2 separate regions of the Mus musculus genome follow, and region 1 is linked to region 2. A link is a contact called in public HiCAR-type data. All regions are on one chromosome and are shown on one strand. Each heading gives the region's core, a stretch centred on a gene start, on an enhancer-like site or on the middle of the called end of the contact. The rest is flanking DNA. Distances are from core to core; before and after follow the strand shown.

Evidence for each region. HiCAR-type assays count read pairs that join an accessible place to other places.
Region 1: a contact with region 2 is called in a HiCAR-type map of embryonic stem cells, with 4 times the contacts expected there. The contact joins two enhancer-like sites. A contact is called at or near these places in 2 of 115 datasets of contacts at active chromatin or transcription factors (both in embryonic stem cells).

The regions. Positions count from the first base shown.
Region 1 is chr8:86,900,174-86,905,484 of GRCm38.p6, reverse strand. No RefSeq gene overlaps it. Among named protein-coding and RNA genes, the nearest start is that of N4bp1, 18 kb to the right of the region's middle. Within about 2 kb of position 2,679, at least 44 of the 459 cell types and tissues checked have an H3K27ac peak or open chromatin away from gene starts, as enhancers often do. A contact at or near this core is called in embryonic stem cells, where this site is marked.
Region 2 is chr8:86,391,602-86,396,582 of GRCm38.p6, reverse strand. No RefSeq gene overlaps it. Among named protein-coding and RNA genes, the nearest start is that of Gm33687, 110 kb to the right of the region's middle. Within about 2 kb of position 2,987, at least 5 of the 459 cell types and tissues checked have an H3K27ac peak or open chromatin away from gene starts, as enhancers often do. A contact at or near this core is called in embryonic stem cells, where this site is marked.

The DNA.
Region 1 (5,311 bases), core at 1,430-3,929, 510 kb before region 2:
TGACCTTCTTGAGTTCCAGTCCTGACTTCCTTGGTGATGAACAGAGTATGGAAGTGTAAGCCGAATAAACCCTTTCCTCCCCAACTTGCTTCTTGGTCGTGATGTTTGTGCAGGAATAGAAACCCTAAGACAGACCTCTATCTCAAACAACAAGAGGAAACCCAGACGAAGTAACTAAAATAAGCCCTGAGGGTCCTAACACCATCCACTTCAGATAATGAAACACAAAAGCACTTAGTGGGGCATCTGGCACATGATAAGTGTTCAGACACTGTTGTGAGAACCACAGAGACAAATGATCTCCGCTTTAGGGATCTCCAGATCCAATGGGCGGGGAGGGAGAAAAGACTGATGGGTGGCTACGCCACTAGCAAACCCAGGGGGAGAGCTCCACCTGCCGCATAGCAAGAGGCAGACCCCACTGTAGCAGCAGCCAATTAGTGCACTCTACTCACCCCCGACTACCCGCCCCAATATTCTGGATTCCCAAGTAAAACGCACACACACACACACACACACACACACACACGCACACACACGTGCATGCACACACGTAGCCTAATATTTAATATGCCTTAAATAGCTCAGTGGATGGGCACATCCAAACATCCCAAGGGTAGCACACTCTCCCCTCTGATACTCCTGAGTCATTACTTACTAGAACCTATATTCCATCTTAGCTGCCCCAAGAAATTCTGTGTGCTTTAAGATTGTGAAAAGGCCCGAGGCCAGTCTTGTCTACATGGTGTCTCAAAATCAATAAAAAAATTTTTTTAAAGACAACTATCTGTGCAAGTAAAAGGGGGGACCTGGAGGGATGGCTCCGTGGTTAAGGACACTAGCTACTCTTACAAATGGCCTGGGCTGGGTTCCCAGCACATACCTGGTGGCTACAACCACCTGAACTCCAGTTTCTCCTATTCCTTGGAACACAGATGGGAGGGGGGAAGAGAAAGAGAGAAATCGTGCACTCCGAGAAGGTGAAGGGGAAGAGCAGGAAGAGAGGCGAGAGGAGAAGGAGACCAAGATGTCTGTTTTATATAGGAAAGAGCTTGGGGAGGGGGAGCCCAGCCCCTGCCCCTGGGCTGGAAAGTTCAGGGTTGGGGGCAGGGTTTGCCAGGAAGGGGCCCGAGGGATGCTAGGAGAACCTGGACCCGTGTAAAGCATACCAAAGTGTGGAGGGGAGGACAAGGGGAGGAGGGGGAAGGATGGAGGGTACTGAGGAGGACTGGGGAGGGGGAGAACAGAGGAAAGGGGACAAGAAAGGAGCCGGGCAAGAAGGGAAATACGAGGAGGGACAGGATGAGAAGAGGAGAGGGGGAAAGGTGGATAAGAAGGAGCAGTTTTGAAATCCGACTGACTTGGTTGGATCAAACACTATTCCCCTGTCTTTAGGAAAGTCAAGTGACATCCCTAAGCTTACACACACACACACACACACGCACACACGCACACACAGGCCCCTTAAGGACCTGCGATGAGCACTGAAGGAATATCCTTGTAAAGGAAAGGCAGACCCTAGACCAGAGAAAGCTCAGTTCAGCGCGCAGCGGCTTCCGGTGGAGCTTGGAAGCGGAGCTGCGGAAGGATGCTGCTAAGCAAGGTGATTCTTCAGGCCAAAGAGGCCCAGGTCCAATGGGTGCCGGTTAAAAATGCAGCCCAGGGCCCACTGTAAGCTAGAGTCTATTCAGTGAGGCCTATGGCTAGCTGGGCCACAGATGTCCTGCTCACAGGTCCACCAAGTCCGCAGTCACAAACACACAGGGAAGTTCTTCAAAAGTGGCCCCTGGGTCAAGGGGAAATCGCTGTTCAGAAGTGACTCTGATGACCTCTTTGCTTGAGGGAGCAAACCTCCAGATTAGATCTGTGGTGGAAGGAGGGGGGAGGGGATGTCTATGTAGACCAAAGGTGTCGAATCCCATGGATCCCTGGGTGCTGGGACTCAAACTCAGTTCCTCTGCAGTTCCTTAGTTACCGAGCCATCTCTCTAGTCCCCTACCTAGGCTAGCAGCTCTCCTCATACCGAGGGGAGCAGAGGGCACTAGCTTGGGTGTGGAGATGCTGGGGGTAAAGAAGGAGATGCTGGTGTGCAACAACTCACCAGATTTTCTCAGGTTTGGCTCAGAAGGTAGGCTTAGATTCTCCACGGATCAGAGCTGCATTGGCGCGATGCGACCAGCAGGTGGCGCCAAGGGCGTAGGCGATTCAAAGCAGAAGCGTTTCCTTCAGTTGCTAGTCAGTAACTGACAAGTTATGAGGTGCAAAAACCTCTGAGATGTTCTCTTTATCCTCTAGCTCCAAGTCTGAGCACCACATTGGCAGGAGGGAAAAAGAGGAAGAGAACTGAAATATCCTCCTTGAGGAAACTATCGGATAAACAGGAGTTTGTGCCTGTACTCTGAGGATTTCTGTAGGTTCAAAACCCCAACCCTAGCAACCTAGCGAGTTCCAGGCCAGCCTGGGCTACAGAAGAAAACCTTGTCTAAAACAAAAAAACAAACAAACAAAACACCCCCCATCCGACCCCACCCCCAAAAGAAACAGAAACGAGGGGCCTGGCTTGGTCTGACCCAACCAAAGACCCAACCAACTACGGGATAGGCAAAGCCAAGCCTTTTATTATGCAAAGGTTTTGTTTGACCAGTGCAGGGTGCAGAACCAACCCTTAAACTAAGTGTGGCTTTTTCAAAGGTTGCACAATTAGCCCAAGAGCTCATATCGCACAAGGTCGAGAATCACCAGCCGCGATGCTTGTTTCCACATTTAAGTCATTTATATCCATCCCTCTTCATGACTCTGGAAATAGCCACATGAACCCTGAACACCTAAGGTGTTCTTAGTCTTGTTGTTTTGTTCTGTTTTTTTTTTTTTAAGTTGAGTATAATTGCAAGGGAAACTGTTTCTTGCCATAATAACTCTTCTCAAAACAGAAAAGAACAAAAACTAAATGCACTGGAGTTACAATTTGTTTCAGTCTGTTTGCCATTGAATTAATTACCTGACATTATCAGTGATGTTGTTTCCACACTGTAGGGCAAAGAGGAGCTTAGCTCTTCCGTAAGAGGAATTTAGGAATTCTAAATAAAAAGAAGGCAGAAGTGATGAGGAGGAAGAGGAGGTGAGGCAGAGAGAGAGAGAGAGAGACATTCTTTCTATCCTATCCATTGCAAAACAAAAGGAATCTTGGTGGTGACCTGGCAGCTCCGAGCTCAGCCTTCCTGCCACATGTGAACGCTTCAGGAAACATCAGTTATTTTTACTAGGAAGCTCAAGGGGAAGGGCGGAGACCCAGCTTCCTGTGAGACTGCCTGACCCTGGTGTCTTAGGCCAAGTATTCTAGCAACTTGAGGAGCCGCGTTCCTTACCACCCCACCCCACCCCAGCTGGTTGATTGCCTCTTCCACAGGCTCCCACCTCTTCCCTTGCTGTAGTGGAGGTGACCTGTGGCAGGAGCAGGAACAAGACAATGGGAAGGGACAAGGAGGTGCTAGTGACCCTTTACTAAACCACCTCGGGAGCCTATGTGCTTGAGGAGCCCTGGCCAATCAAGGTTCGGCCTCGGGAAAGCACACTTCACTCCCATCTTGGTTTCTCAGACAAAGAGGGGTCCAATGAAATTCTGCAGCAAATCCTACTGCAGGCTCCTCACAGCCCCAGACCCGGTACTGCTGCCGGGAGATGCTTCAGAGCTTTACCTCAGCACCTAGTCTCTTTTAACAACAGTTGGGGTTTGTTACCTGTCTCCTATGACCCAGGGATAGAGAAGGACTGTAGAGTCCCTTATCCTACAGGTCACAGGTCTCAGTCCTAAGGAACCAAGGAACCTCTGTCTCCTCAGGTCCACAGGGAAGTCCTGAATAGCACAATATGCCGTGCCTGTTCTTACTGTCACTTCCTAGTTGTGAGGGTTCCAAGTGAGGTACTTCATTGCTATAAGCCTCTATTTCTTTGTCTGTAAGATGGGTACAACCCCACCTTCTAAAAGTTGTTGGGGCCATGTGAGCTCACTCAGATAAAGTTGAAACTGTACAACAGTATTCTGGGTACTAGCATATACTCCAGCCCCTACCCCAGGCAGCTCCTCTTATGCAGAGGTATCTAGGGGAAAAAAAAAACTTGTATGTCTGTGCTCAGGGAACAAATTTTATGCATCTTCTGTTCTAGTTTACTTTCTATTACTGTGATAAAGGCTATGACTAAAAGTAAATTGGGAGGCTGAAGAGATGGCTTAGGGGTTAAGAGCACTGTCTGCTTATTCAGAGGTCCTGAGTTCAATCCCCAGCAACCACATGGTGGCTCACACCATCTATAGTGTGATCTGATGCCTCTTCTGGCATGAGGTGTACATGCAAATAGAATACTCATACATTAAATAAATAAATAAATAAATAAATAAATAAATAAATCTAAAAGCAAATTGGGAAGGAAATTACTTATCTCACCTTAGAACCCTTAAAACCCCAGGTCCTACTCCATCACTGAGAAAAGTCAGGGCAGGAGCTGAAAGCAAACGGACGGTAAGAACTGAAGTGGAGACCATGGAGGTCTGTTTACTACAGCACTCCTTGTGGTTGCTTGACCTGCTTTCTCGGACACCCCAGGACCACCTGCTCAGTGATGCCATGGCCTACATTCCAAAATAAAACAAAACAGCCTCTCTCATGTCAATCACCAATCAAGAAAACAACCCACAGACTTGCCTACAGGCCAAGCTGAAGGAAGCATTGTCTCAGTTGAAGTTCCCTCTTCCCACTGGCCTGAGTTAAGTTGTGTAAACAAACAAACAAACAAACAAACAAAATCGATCCCTCTCGGGGGCGAGAAGACATATGTGCACTGTCTACCCAGCAAAAGTCCCACATCAGAAAAGCTCTTCACATCTTCCAAGGGACTATGGAGTTTTCTGCCCTATATTACAGACATCGCTTTCTTTCTGCTCCCCTTCCAGGAAGATGTGTTCAGCCAGTGTCAGTACCTAGATCACAGGCTGCATGTGAAGTCTGCCATGTGAGGTAACTGGGATGGCTATTCTTGGTTGACCACATCTGGAATTAACTAAAAATCCAAGTGGCTGGGCACACCGGTGAGGGATATTTTTCTTAATTAAATCAATTGCAGTGGGAAGACCCATCCTAAATCCAGATTTTATTTGATTTTATTTATTATCTAAGGAGGGAAGGCCCATTTTAAATCTGGGCCAACCCTTCTGCTGGCAGACTATGTAAAAGACATGGGAAGAGAAACCTTTTGATCATTGCCTGCTTGTTCTTGCCTGTAAGTCCAGCCCTTCCCTGGCATTAGAGCCCTCTTC
Region 2 (4,981 bases), core at 1,738-4,237:
CTATATTTCATTTAGTATCAGGTTTTTCTTTAAACTATTTCCTTAAGCACTATACTTAGCTATACTTCCTGGTACTCCTTTTTTCCTCAAACTATATATTTTGCATTTTTTTCATAGCCCAGTTTGCTCCTTTTCATTATAGATCTACATAAGAGTGGCCACAAATAGTCATGTGACACAATCAATACTAAGGTGTCTTGAAATCTCTTCTGCCAACACCAATAATCCAAAGCTCTTCTATTTAGTCTAGGGCAGAATTTTTGGACAAGGGTAAAAAGCAGTCACATTCTTTGCCAAACTATCACAAAGAAAGGTCTCTAGCCTATTCTTTGCCTTTGAAACTTCTTGAGCTGAGCCTCTAGAGTTCAAATTGTTCTCAACACTGTTTCCTTGCTTCTAATAGAATGGCTTATTCAGCCCTGATCAACACATTAAAATGCTTTCCTAATTTGAAGTTCCAAAGTCCATATTTTGCCAACAGTAGCATGGTCAGGCCTGTTACAGAAATACCCTGCTCCTAGTACCAACTTCTGTCTTAGTATCTGTTCTGTTGCTGTAAAGAGATACCATGACCACAGTAACTCTTGTTCAAAACAAAGCATTGAATTGAGATTTGCTTACAGATTCAAGAGTTTAGTCCATTATCATGGCAGGGAGCATGGTGGCATACAGGTGGACATTGTGCTGGGGAAGTAGCTAAGAGTATCTAGATCTGCAAGCAGTAGGAAGAGAGAGACTCTGGGCTTAGAATGGGCTTGTTAAAAATCTCAAAGGCAACCATCAGTGAAATACTTCCTCCAACAAGGCCATACCTCTTAATCCTTTCTAATAATGTCACTTTCTGGTGAGCAAGTATTCAAATCTATGAGCCTATGGGAGCTTTTCTCATTCAAACCACCATAAAAAGTCATCTAGCTCAATCTCCAAGGTATGAATTACCTGCTTAAAAACAAAGTCAATTCAGCTAGCTGTGGGGGGTACATGTCTGTTATCTCTGTATTAGGGAGGTAATAAAAGGAAAGTTTCAGTCTAGCCTAGGTTACACAGAAGACCTTACCTCAAATAAATAACAACAACAGGCACTCTCAGTTCATCTTTTGGGGGAGCCTCATTTTCTTTATCAGTGTAATCGAGAAGACAGGACAGACTGAAGTCTACACTCACTGTGATTCTAACATCTAGAGCAAGTGGGAGTAGCAATAAGCAGCCTGCTCCGGTGTATCATCAGGAGTATTACATAAGGAGGAGAAGTACGATATCCTTCCTTCCTCCAAATACCAACATAGAAGTGCTAACCCTAATTGAAGCATTGAGAGGAAATGTGGGCAAATCTGGAAGCTATGCTTAGATATGCCAGCAATACAAACACTTCCATTTCTTTCAGAATGATGATGGACTAATTATAGGCATTGGTTTTATCACCCTGCTTACCAAATGTGTAACCTTGATGGAAGTGTGAAGTTCCCAGAAAAAAATGTAAGAGAGAAGCAGGCATATTTCCTTAGTCTTCTCCATTACTCATTGGCAAGTCCTTACCCAAATCCATTTCTTGAAAGTCATAAGGACAGTCAAAGCAAAAATGTCCCTGATCTACCTGAGGCTCTGGTCAAATGAGCATTAGCATACTTAGAGTCACGCATTCTCTCCCTTCTTCAGGAGTAAGCAATGCCAACCAATGCAGAGGCAGGTTTAGTGACCTGAGAAATGATATCTAGTCAAGGCATATATGACTGGAAGGTAGGACATATTGAAGGTTCTCAGAGGGAAGGGCTTATCAATAGTCCCCTGCAACATCACTTAAACTACAAGAGCCTTATGTGGGGGGGACTCACACAGTGAAATGCACTGTCTTGATTTCAGTGATGGGGACTTGGGAATGCCAGCATTCTTTGAGGCAAGACAGGGAGAAGTTAAAAAGACTTGACTGCTGATAGCAAAGACTATATGAACAAACATTCTGTAATCTGTTTCCAGCCAGACCCTTATTAACAAACTTACTTCTGATTTTATTTATTCAGTCCACAAATATTTTCTGAGCATCTACTTTTTGTTAACTACTGTTCCAGATTTTAGGACATATTAGTGAATGAAATATATAACATTTGCCATCACTGAATTCTTTAAAGGAAAACAAACAGCAACTGAGCAGCTCTGCAAGTAAGAAAATGAAGCTACACGACACCCTCTGTTCAGTGCACTGGAGAGAATGAACAGGGAAGGAGAGATTCTAGTGGGCCCTGTACTCTAGTCAGAGAATGTAGTGGATACAAAGGCAGATGGGATGTTGACCAAGCCAGTTTAGTCCGTTGGCAGGGTCTAAAGGGAGGGAGTGAGGATTAAAGAAAGAAAAATTAATTAGACAACATTATAACATGACTCCAGCCAGTGCTGAGGCTAAAGTGGGTTTACTTTTATCAAGTTTGCTTTTATATCATTCTAGGTACATACAAAGGATATGGTCAGTCTTAAGCCATAAGCAGAGTAGTTAAGGAACAAACAAAGCACAAACAAAGGTCCCATGATTACTGTATTCAGGGTCCTAACAAGTCCCATCAAGATACAAAGAACACACTCCTCAGCTGTATTGTCTTGAACCTAGTTCCTTGTCTTAGCCCAAGGTCAAATGCCTGCCAAATTCCTAGAAGGTGGGCCAAGAGTTCTTTCTCCACCGGATGTAAGGTCAACTCTGGAGTAGTAGCATCACAGTGCCTAGGCATTGAGGAATACTAAAGGGCTGAGGATATAGCTCAGTATTGAGCCCTTGCTTAACACCCAAAGAGCTGCAGCAACACACACACACACACACACACACACACACACACACACACACACACACACACACACACTCACTCACCAAGTGGGGAGAGGGGCTAGGAAGAAAAGGTTACTGAGCTGGAAAAAGGGCAAGTGTGAGTAGAGAAGGAAGAACTGGGCAGGCAGGTGGAAGTCTCTGAATTACTAAAGCCAGCTAGAAACAGAAGACAGGGAACAGGAAGCAGCCTGCTCCCAAGGCCACTAGCAGCAATGGGCCAAGGTTGCCTTAGAAAGCAATCCCATAGAACCCAGGCGGTTGCCTGAAATCTACAACTACCTGGGAGAGGCAGAGAGCCGTGTGAATGAAGAAATTCAGAATTTCTCTCAAAACTGAGGGGTGAGGGCAGGGACACAGTTATTTCCACTGGAGAAAGACTTGGTCTGGTGTTTTCTAGAGATTGCACAGGGTATACGTGGTAGGAATTTGCTAGCAGCAGGAGACAGGATCAGAGCATCTTGGCATGGCAAGGAACAGAAAAACAGTGTAGAAGATTGATCCTGCCAGATACCATCTTCATCCGGTATGAAACAAGCAGAACTAAGCAATGAGCTCCTTGAGGATATAGACTACATGGAGATTTCATTTTAAAGGAAGATATAGATGTGATCTCCAGGATAGTGGAGTTCTGTAGGAAGAGGCGAGCAGGTGGGGTAAAGCATACAGATCCTCACAGGGTTAAATTCTATCCTTTGTTTGGTGTTGGATGATCGGTTGGTTTTGGGGTGTTCAATATGTTAATATGCATCAAGTACTACATTTAAAAAGAATAGAAGGATGGAGGGGTTAACCGGAAAACATGAGTAGATTCAGAGACTCCTCAATGTCAGCGGCTGTTTCAGTTCTCAGGTGAGAGACCACCATTGTGCATACCCCAGGGGTCTGAGATGAGGCTCACTGCCTACCAGCCACACAGACAGGACCAGCCAGCCACACAGCACAGGACCAGCCACACAGACAGGACCAGCCACACAGCACAGGACCAGCCACACAGCACAGGACCAGCCACACAGCACAGGACCAGCCACACAGCACAGGACCAGCAAAATTTTGTTTACTAAAATGAACTTTCACGGAGTTAAGTGGCCAAACATACTAAAACATAAGCTTCGGGCTCATAATGGTTATTGGAATTTCAACTCCCTTGTTTACACATCATCTGTTTCCCCAACTTTAGAAGATCCAGACATCACCGGGAGACAAAGCAACTGGTTCAGGATCATATGGCAAGGCGAGAGCTGACCAGAGTCAGGACTTCTCGAGTCAGCATGCACTCTCTACTCTCTTGATGCCTCTCAAACGCCGAGCATAAGTCATCATCTTGAATGCCATCCTTTTACTCACTGAAGCCCTTGATTGTTACACATATACATTTGAGTGTGTACATGTATGTGAGTGTTTGCATGTGTGCACATGTGTCCTTGAGCGTGTGTGTGCATGTGTATGTGTGTATGCATGTGTGTTAGTGTGTGTGCATGGGTAGATGTGTGTATGTGTGTTTGTGTGAGTATATATGTGTGTGTGAATGTGTGCATGAATATTGTGTGCATGTGTGTATGTGTGAGTGTATGTATGTATGTATTAGTACATGTAGTATGTGTGTGAGTGTGTGTGTGTGTAAATGCTGAGTGGACAGTTGCAAAGTCAGACATTTGAAAGCTCTGGGTATTGATGACTGTCCATGTAGGAGCCTAAGAAAGGAGTATCAGGGGGCATTATGAAATACTGTATTCCAATTTCAGTGCTTAAACAGGCTGAAACTGGCAGAAGCACAACAGTATTTATAGTAGAGGATTTCTAGAGACCTGAGACGCTTAGTGGGTTAAATTTTTATAAGGCATTTTTTGTTAGATATTTTCTTCATTTACATTTCAAATGCTATCCCCAAAGCCCCCTATTCCCTACCCCTGCCCTGCTCCCCAACCCACCCACTCCCACTTCAAAGGTAAACCTTGGTAATAACGGCTGAGCATTGGTGTACTGTAAGCCTTTTTTTTAATAGTTGTGGTCTTGTTTAATCTGCATGGGAATAATTGCTCGTCCTGTTTTGTATTCATAAGTGAGGGAAGTGAGGTTAAGAAAATGAAATGATATGTCCTAAGTCACATAACTATTGGGACAGAGGAGTGATGGAGACAAAGAAGTGGATCTGGATGTAGATGTAAATGC